Linked DNA regions of Podarcis muralis: region 1 is linked to region 2. Evidence: chromatin contacts called from public Hi-C data. All regions are on one chromosome and are shown on one strand. Each heading gives the region's core, a stretch centred on a gene start, on an enhancer-like site or on the middle of the called end of the contact. The rest is flanking DNA. Distances are from core to core; before and after follow the strand shown. Region 1 holds the start of RAB18 (RAB18, member RAS oncogene family). Region 2 holds the start of WAC (WW domain containing adaptor with coiled-coil).

The links. Hi-C and Micro-C count contacts between places; a contact is called where the count stands out from the background.
Region 1: a contact with region 2 is called in a Hi-C map of tail, with 3 times the contacts expected there. The contact joins the promoter of RAB18 here to the promoter of WAC in region 2. A contact is called at or near these places in 2 of 3 Hi-C or Micro-C datasets (blood and tail).

Annotation. Positions count from the first base shown.
Region 1 is chr12:21,486,967-21,490,296 of rPodMur119.hap1.1, reverse strand. RAB18 (RAB18, member RAS oncogene family) reads left to right here and starts at 1,412. Exons shown (of 7, transcript XM_028750517.2): 1 at 1,412-1,570. The coding sequence starts at 1,503.
Region 2 is chr12:21,086,757-21,090,134 of rPodMur119.hap1.1, reverse strand. It overlaps WAC (WW domain containing adaptor with coiled-coil), which reads left to right and starts at 1,593. Exons shown (of 14, transcript XM_028751401.2): 1 at 1,593-2,034; 2 at 2,184-2,220. The coding sequence starts at 1,994.

The sequences.
Region 1 (3,330 bases), core at 163-2,662, 400 kb before region 2:
GCTGCCTATGGAAATATACACAGGCTGCATCTGCATGCCAGTTCCCTCTGTGCCCCCTCAACTAGCAACCAGTCGCACTGCAGCCTTGACATCAGACTACTCTGACTGCCCTGTTTTGGACTCCCCAACACCCATCACAACACAAAAGCTTCAATTACTGTAGTTATTTTCCTTAATGCAGGAGTGATTAATCTGCGACACTTAAGATGCCACTGGACTTTAATTCCCATAATCGCCGACAATTGGCCAAGGCTGATGGGAGTTGCCAGTCCAACAACATCCCAAGAGCCACAGAATCTCCTGCCCTGCCTTTAAGGCCACCTGGACAATTTGGATGTCAAATGATTGCAAAATGTGTGCCCACCTGCTCTAGGCATTCAAAAAAGGGGAAGTGAAACCCAGAAGACGGGCAATGCCAACCTAAGAAAATGCGTTTAAAAAATAAGCATTTCTGAATAACTGATGTCAGCCATATACTGTACTGTACTTGTATGCTGTTACTGTATAGTTAAAGCTATGGTTTTCCCAGTAGTGATGTATGGAAGTGAGAGCTGGACCATAAAGAAGGCTGATGGCCAAAGAATTGATGCTTTTGAATTATGGTGCTGGAGGAGACTCTTGAGTTCCCATGGACTGCAAGAAGATCAAACCTATCCATTCTGAAGGAAATCAGCCCTGAGTGCTCACTGGAAGGACAGATTGTGAAGCTGAGGCTCCAATACTTTGGCCACCTCATGAGAAGAGAAGACTCCCTAGAAAAGACCCTGATGTTGGGAAAGATGGAGGGCACAAGGAGAAGGGGACGACAGAGGACAAGATGGTTGGACAGTGTTCTCGAAGCTACCAGCATGAGTTTGACCAAACTGCGGAAGGCAGTGGAAGACAGGAGGGCCTGGCGTGCTCTGGTCCATGGGGTCACGAAGAGTCGGACACAACTAAACGACTAAATAACAACAACAACTGCCTCGGTGGCTCCGTGACTCATCATGACAACACGCAGCGCAGCCTCTGAAATGCGTTTTAAGCGGGCCTGGCGCTTTGCAAGCCGTGTCGCCTCCAGGTGCTGCCAGGGAACAAGAAAGGCTCTTGTTCTTTGAAACTCTGGGGAGCCTGGGCCAAGTCAGGCTCGGCGCCGTGCAGCTTCCTTCCCGTGCTTTCAGCGAGCTCTCCTCGGGACGCCTCCTTCCACCCGCCGCTGCGCTTTGAAGGCTTATTCCTAAGCTCGTCACACCGGCGAGGAAACAGGCCGGGCGTCGCGCCTGCGCCCCAGGAGCCGACCGGCTCGCGCGACGCACCACACCACCACCTGCGGAGGGGCGGAGCCAAGAGCTGGGATGCGGAAGGCCCCTTCCGCGCGCAAGCGCACAAAGGCGGCGCCTGGGGAAGGCGGATAAGGGCGAGTCGGAGGGGGTGGGGTGGGCGCATGCGCAGAAGACGTGGCAGTCTGCGTAGCAGGGACCGAGGAGCTGGGTCGGTCGGGCCAGAGGCCTCCGGTTGTCGGGATGGACGAGGATATTTTGACCACGCTGAAGATCCTCATCATCGGAGAGAGCGGCGTCGGCAAGTCTAGGTGAGGCTCCTGCCCGCTAGGCCTCGCCTGCGGCCTCGGCTTTCCTCCCCGCCCCGCCCCGAGTAGGCCTTGCCTGGCAGACGCCCCCCCCCCAGCAGCCCCCCTCAGGCCTGAGGGCGCGTCCGCTCCCCTTGTCACCAGAGAGGGGCAGGGGGCCAATACCCCCCTCCCGCTGCAACTGCCCCCCCTTGCTTATTAGGGGCTGTTGCCTATGGACTTGGATGGGGTTTACTCCCGAGGAAGCCTTGGCCGGATTCAGGCCTTTACTCCCGAGGAGGAGGGAGGGGCGGGTGGCGGGGCTCCAGCTGGACTGGACGCCACGCCCCCTGCCTTGGGACACTCGTCCCTGGGGGCGCCCCCTCCCTTGGCTTCGGCGGCCAAAGCTCCCCCTCTGGCTTGTTGTCTCCGCAGATCAGGGCGACGCCTTCTGCATATGCACAGAGGCTCGGTTTCCTCCACACGCCGGCCTGTTGCTTGATTATTGGAGCCTTTTGGTTCTGCAAACATCATCCCGGGGCTCATCCCCTTACCTCGCAGCCATTGCATCTGGTTCTCGGGCAACCACGCGAAGGTTTCTTCGCCCCTTCTCTGAACTTTGTCTTTGCGACGTGTCTGCGGAGAGTAGGGCACTGTCAGGCTTGCTAGGCTTGCTAGGTGAGGAGCCAACGGGTAGGATCACACGCCGAAGTAAGAGTTGGAAACCTGGGCTTAAACAGTGTACCTCGGGTTACATACGCTTCAGGTTACAGACTCCGCTAACCCAGAAATAGTACCTCGGGTTAAGAACTTTGCTTCAGGATGAGAACAGAAATCGGGCTCCGGCGGCGTGGTAGCAGCAGGAGGCCCCATTAGCTAAAGTGGTGCTTCAGGTTAAGAACAGTTTCAGGTTAAGAACGGACCTCTGGAACGAATTAAGTACTTAACCCGAGGTACCACTGTATTGGAGAAATCGGGATTCAAATGGTCTTTTTCCTCTCTCGTTAAAATGTTTATAGCCCTATCCGGTGCTGTTTGGCCTTGCTGTGAAATGTAGCTCGTTTATAAAACAGTAACTCAAAATGGCACAAAAACAATAAGTAGATGCCGCTCTTAAAATAAACAAACTACAGTGTTAGGCAACAAATGCCTGAGGGAATATAACCAGGACTTGACCTGGTTCTGGAATCAGTTTAGAGTTGGTGCCAGGCAGGCCTGTTGGAAGGTGAAAAGGCGTTTCACCATGGAGCATAGGGCCCTTCCCATGTTTCCACATAATGCTCAGCAACTGAAATTGGGACAGCAGATGTTTGTGAAGAACAGACTAAAGTCTGTCAAGCAGGCGCTCCTCGTGAGTCCCACTTTTAGAGAGATACTCCCAAGTACCTAGATATGAAGTCGTTTAAGGATCTGCATTCCCTCCCTAGTGGTGTTTGCTGTCATAAATAAATATTCTAGCCCCTAGAATATTTCTAGGGGCTTCTGTTCATATCTGGTCTCCTTCTCATTTCTCAATCACAATAACCTTTGCCTTGTCTACAGTGTCTCTCTCAGAATTATTAGCTAGATTCCGCATAATCCCTGTCCTACTATTGCTGGGTTGTGAAGTACAGCCCATTGTGCTTTGTCTGTGTCATAAATTGATCATCAATTTATTCATCATGTGAACTCGTACACTGTTTGGACATCCTTTAGGATACAAAGGAAAGTATGCAGAAGAAACAGCCTATATTGAAAGACTAATTCATGACCTTAAAACCACTTGCACAACTTTTTCACATATA
Region 2 (3,378 bases), core at 344-2,843:
TTCAGGTTAAGTACAGTTTCAGGTTAAGTACAGACCTCCGGAACGAATTAAGTACTTAACCCGAGGTACCACTGTATTCTCTCTCCCCTCAAAACCTTCCGCTAAAGCTGCAAAAGAAAAGCAAGCAGCTGCGGCGCCCAGCCACCAGTTGGCGGAGATGCCTCCCCGGCAACCCGCCCTCCTTGCTTCGCCTCCGCGCTGCGGGCAGCTGTTTTCCCCCGGACCCAGAATAGACCAGCGGCCGCCCACGTGCCTCCCAGAATAGCTCGGTTGTCACCCTCCTTCCTCGCTGGGAATGAGGCGCCGAGAGGGGGCGGGGCCCGCAGCAGCCACTGGGCACCTCGGCGCGGACACAGGGAAGCGAACACCTCCGCGGCTGCGCACTGCGAGCGTTGAGGCCGCGGCGGCCCTTACTTCTTCCCCTCCCGCAAGCAAACGCCCCGGCGGGTTGATGCGGCGTCAGCCCCGCCCAAGTCAAGCGTTAGTTGTTTGGAAGCAAAGGCGCCTCTTGCTCAATAAGCCCGCCCGGGACTGTAGCTTCTGCAAAGGCTCGCTCGGAAATCTGTGCCCCGCTTCAGCTCGGTGGAGCTTGGAGTAAATCCCATTTAGGTCCATAGGCGCTCACTCTCGGGCAAGCGGGATGGGATCGCGCCTTAAGTGCCCACAGAGGGCTCTGGGCGAAGCGTGTCTACCTAGTTACCTGGGAACACGCATACCTGAACACGTTTTACTCCTGGATAGGCATGCAAATAGGACGTTTTCGTGTCCCCACCCCAGAAGGCTTTCCTTGGAGATTCAAACTGTTGTACAAACTACACACAGTGCAGAAATGGTTCTGGTGACGTTTTGTTTTAAATTACAGGGGCTTGGACTAGATGACCCCCGGGCTTCTTCCAACTCTATAATTCTACGAAAGTCCCATTCATAGCTACATTTTTCTAGTTCTCCATCCTCACCTCCGGTAACGCCCACTAAATAACTCCGGTAACTTCGGCTTCGTCGGGGATGGAACAAAACGCGTTTCTGTTATCCCAGCAGAGAACGTCGTTCAGCCGAAACAGGAACCAAAGAAAAACTCCAAGCCACCTAGCTTGAATTTATCCACCACTTTCCGAGCGTATTTCCGGAGCTCATTCTCGGAGGATTAAGATGGGGGGGAGCTACGGGAATAACCGATTGTGGCGGCGTTTCTCCTTCCCCTTGCGGAAATAGTCGAAGTGGAGATAGCAATCCGTGACGGAGACAGCCGGTGCCGCCCGAATGCGAGGGCTGCAGGCTGCACAGAGACTACCGATGTTTTCCGAAACTGCAGCGACCGAACAGAGAGCGAAGGGAGGCTAAAAAAAACCAAACGACCCAAGGGGGGGCTTGTGGGAGCCTGACGGAAATGACCGATGTTTCCCGAAGGAACTCGCCTTAGCATCCGGAAGGGAGGAGGCGGGGCATAGTCTTAAGAAAGAGGGTGGGTTCAAAAAAGAAAAAAAGGACTGGATGGAATGGGAGGAGCTTTGGCGGAAAGAGCCGATATCAGCCGACGTTAAGCGAAGGCGGCGGCGTCCGAGTTTCCCGGATGTAGTCGGACGGCGGTAGTGTTGGGAGCTGGAGCTGTAGCTGAAGGGAGGGGGGAGGAGGTGTTGGCGGCGGCGGCGGCGGAGGGCGAGCGAGCGAGCGAGCGAAGGCGGCCAGTGGCAGCAGCGGAGGGGACGCGGCCGCCTTGTGCCTCCCGCGCCCGGCTGTGCGCGTGTGTCCGTCCTGTGGGGGCGCCTCTCCTTCTCGCTGGTGCGGAGAGGAGGAGATGGGCCCGTGAGCGCTGCTTCCCCTCACAGCCGAGCTGCCTGAGCCGCCCCTCCTCCGCCTCCTCCTCCCTCCCTCCCCCTCCTCCTCTTCCCTGTCCCCGGTCGGAGCGCTGCCTCCCCCTCCCCCCTCGGCGGCGCCCGTGGCCCGGCCGCGCCCTCCTGGTCCCCTCAGTCTCTCACACACAGGCCGGGCATTGATGGTAATGTATGCGAGGAATAAGCAAAGACTCAATGATGGGTAAATAACCCCCTTTCTCGTTCCGCCCTCCTCCCGTCTTACTCTCTCTCTTCTCTCTCTCTTTTTCCTACCCCCCCCCCCCACCCTCAATACCAACGGCCAGTAACGGTCGCTCGCTAACGTAACGTCTTTTTCTCCTCTCTTTCCAGCTGTCACGACCGCAAGGGGGACTCGCAGCCCTACCAGGTACCGACTTCTTCGCCCGCCGCAGCCCCACACACCGATAGGCCCCTGCGGCGGCGGCGGCAGTAACTGGAGTGTGGGAGGGCGAGCGAAACTACTCGAGCGCAGGCCTCGGCCGCCGCTGCAGGCCGCGGGGGAGGGGAGCCAACCGCTTCCCTTCGCTCTGCTCCGCGCGCGGCGGGCCGGGAAGGGGCAAGGGGGCGGCGGCGACTCTGGCTCTTGCTTGCTCTCTTACCCCCGCGACCGCGAGGGCTTGAGCGCGAGCTGAGGCGGCGAGAGGCGCTTGGCGGCGGGGCAAGGAAGCGAGAGGCCTAGGCCCGATGCGGGCCGCAGGAGGCGGAGGGCGGCATTGTTTTTTCTTTTTTCCCTCCCCCCCCCCCGAGCGAAACCCATGGGATGGCGGTAAGCGGCCGGAACCCGAGTCCGAAAAGGCTTCCCGAGTGCCGCTGACCGTCTTCCCTTGCCGTAGGAGACGAGATAGGAGCCGGGATAGGTTCTAGGCCTTGGGCTTGTAGTAAAGCCCGAAGGGAATTCTAGTTCCTCAAACCCTTTCTGTCAACTGAGAAAACTTTAAATTGGGACCATGTTGAAGGTACCCCTGAAGAAATTTGGGAAATGGCCGGAGTGAAGTTGGGGGGGACGGGACATTTGAGGCTTTCCCTTTGTCATCTCCCCAGTGTTAAAAGGATAGGGAGGGCTGGAGGTGTAAATACGGTCATTTACAGGGGATTATTTGACCACTACACTTACATACCTGAGTGATCAGATGAAAGAGGCAGCTTTGACAACTGGAGGCTGCAGTCAGTGACAGCACATCTAATGTAAACATTCATCACACAGCCTTGTGAAAAGGGGCAGATGGAGAGAGGTTCTGGACAAGGCCCTGTTGTGCTTAGTATAATACAAGGTGGTGTGGATGCTACAAAGCTGCACATTCCACTCGTACTACTACAAAATCTATCAAGCCCTTTGATTCTTTTGCCAGAAATCTCCCCGTAACAATTAATCTCAGTTCATAGATGAGTGGTACCACTGGTTAACATTGACTATTTGGTTAGATTGTGTGGGATATATTTTTAAGGGGGGAAATGGAGAGGATGTGTTATTGAAACTGGTATCAAATGCCTTAAATATTTTTCAGTGTCACCTGTATATGGTAAA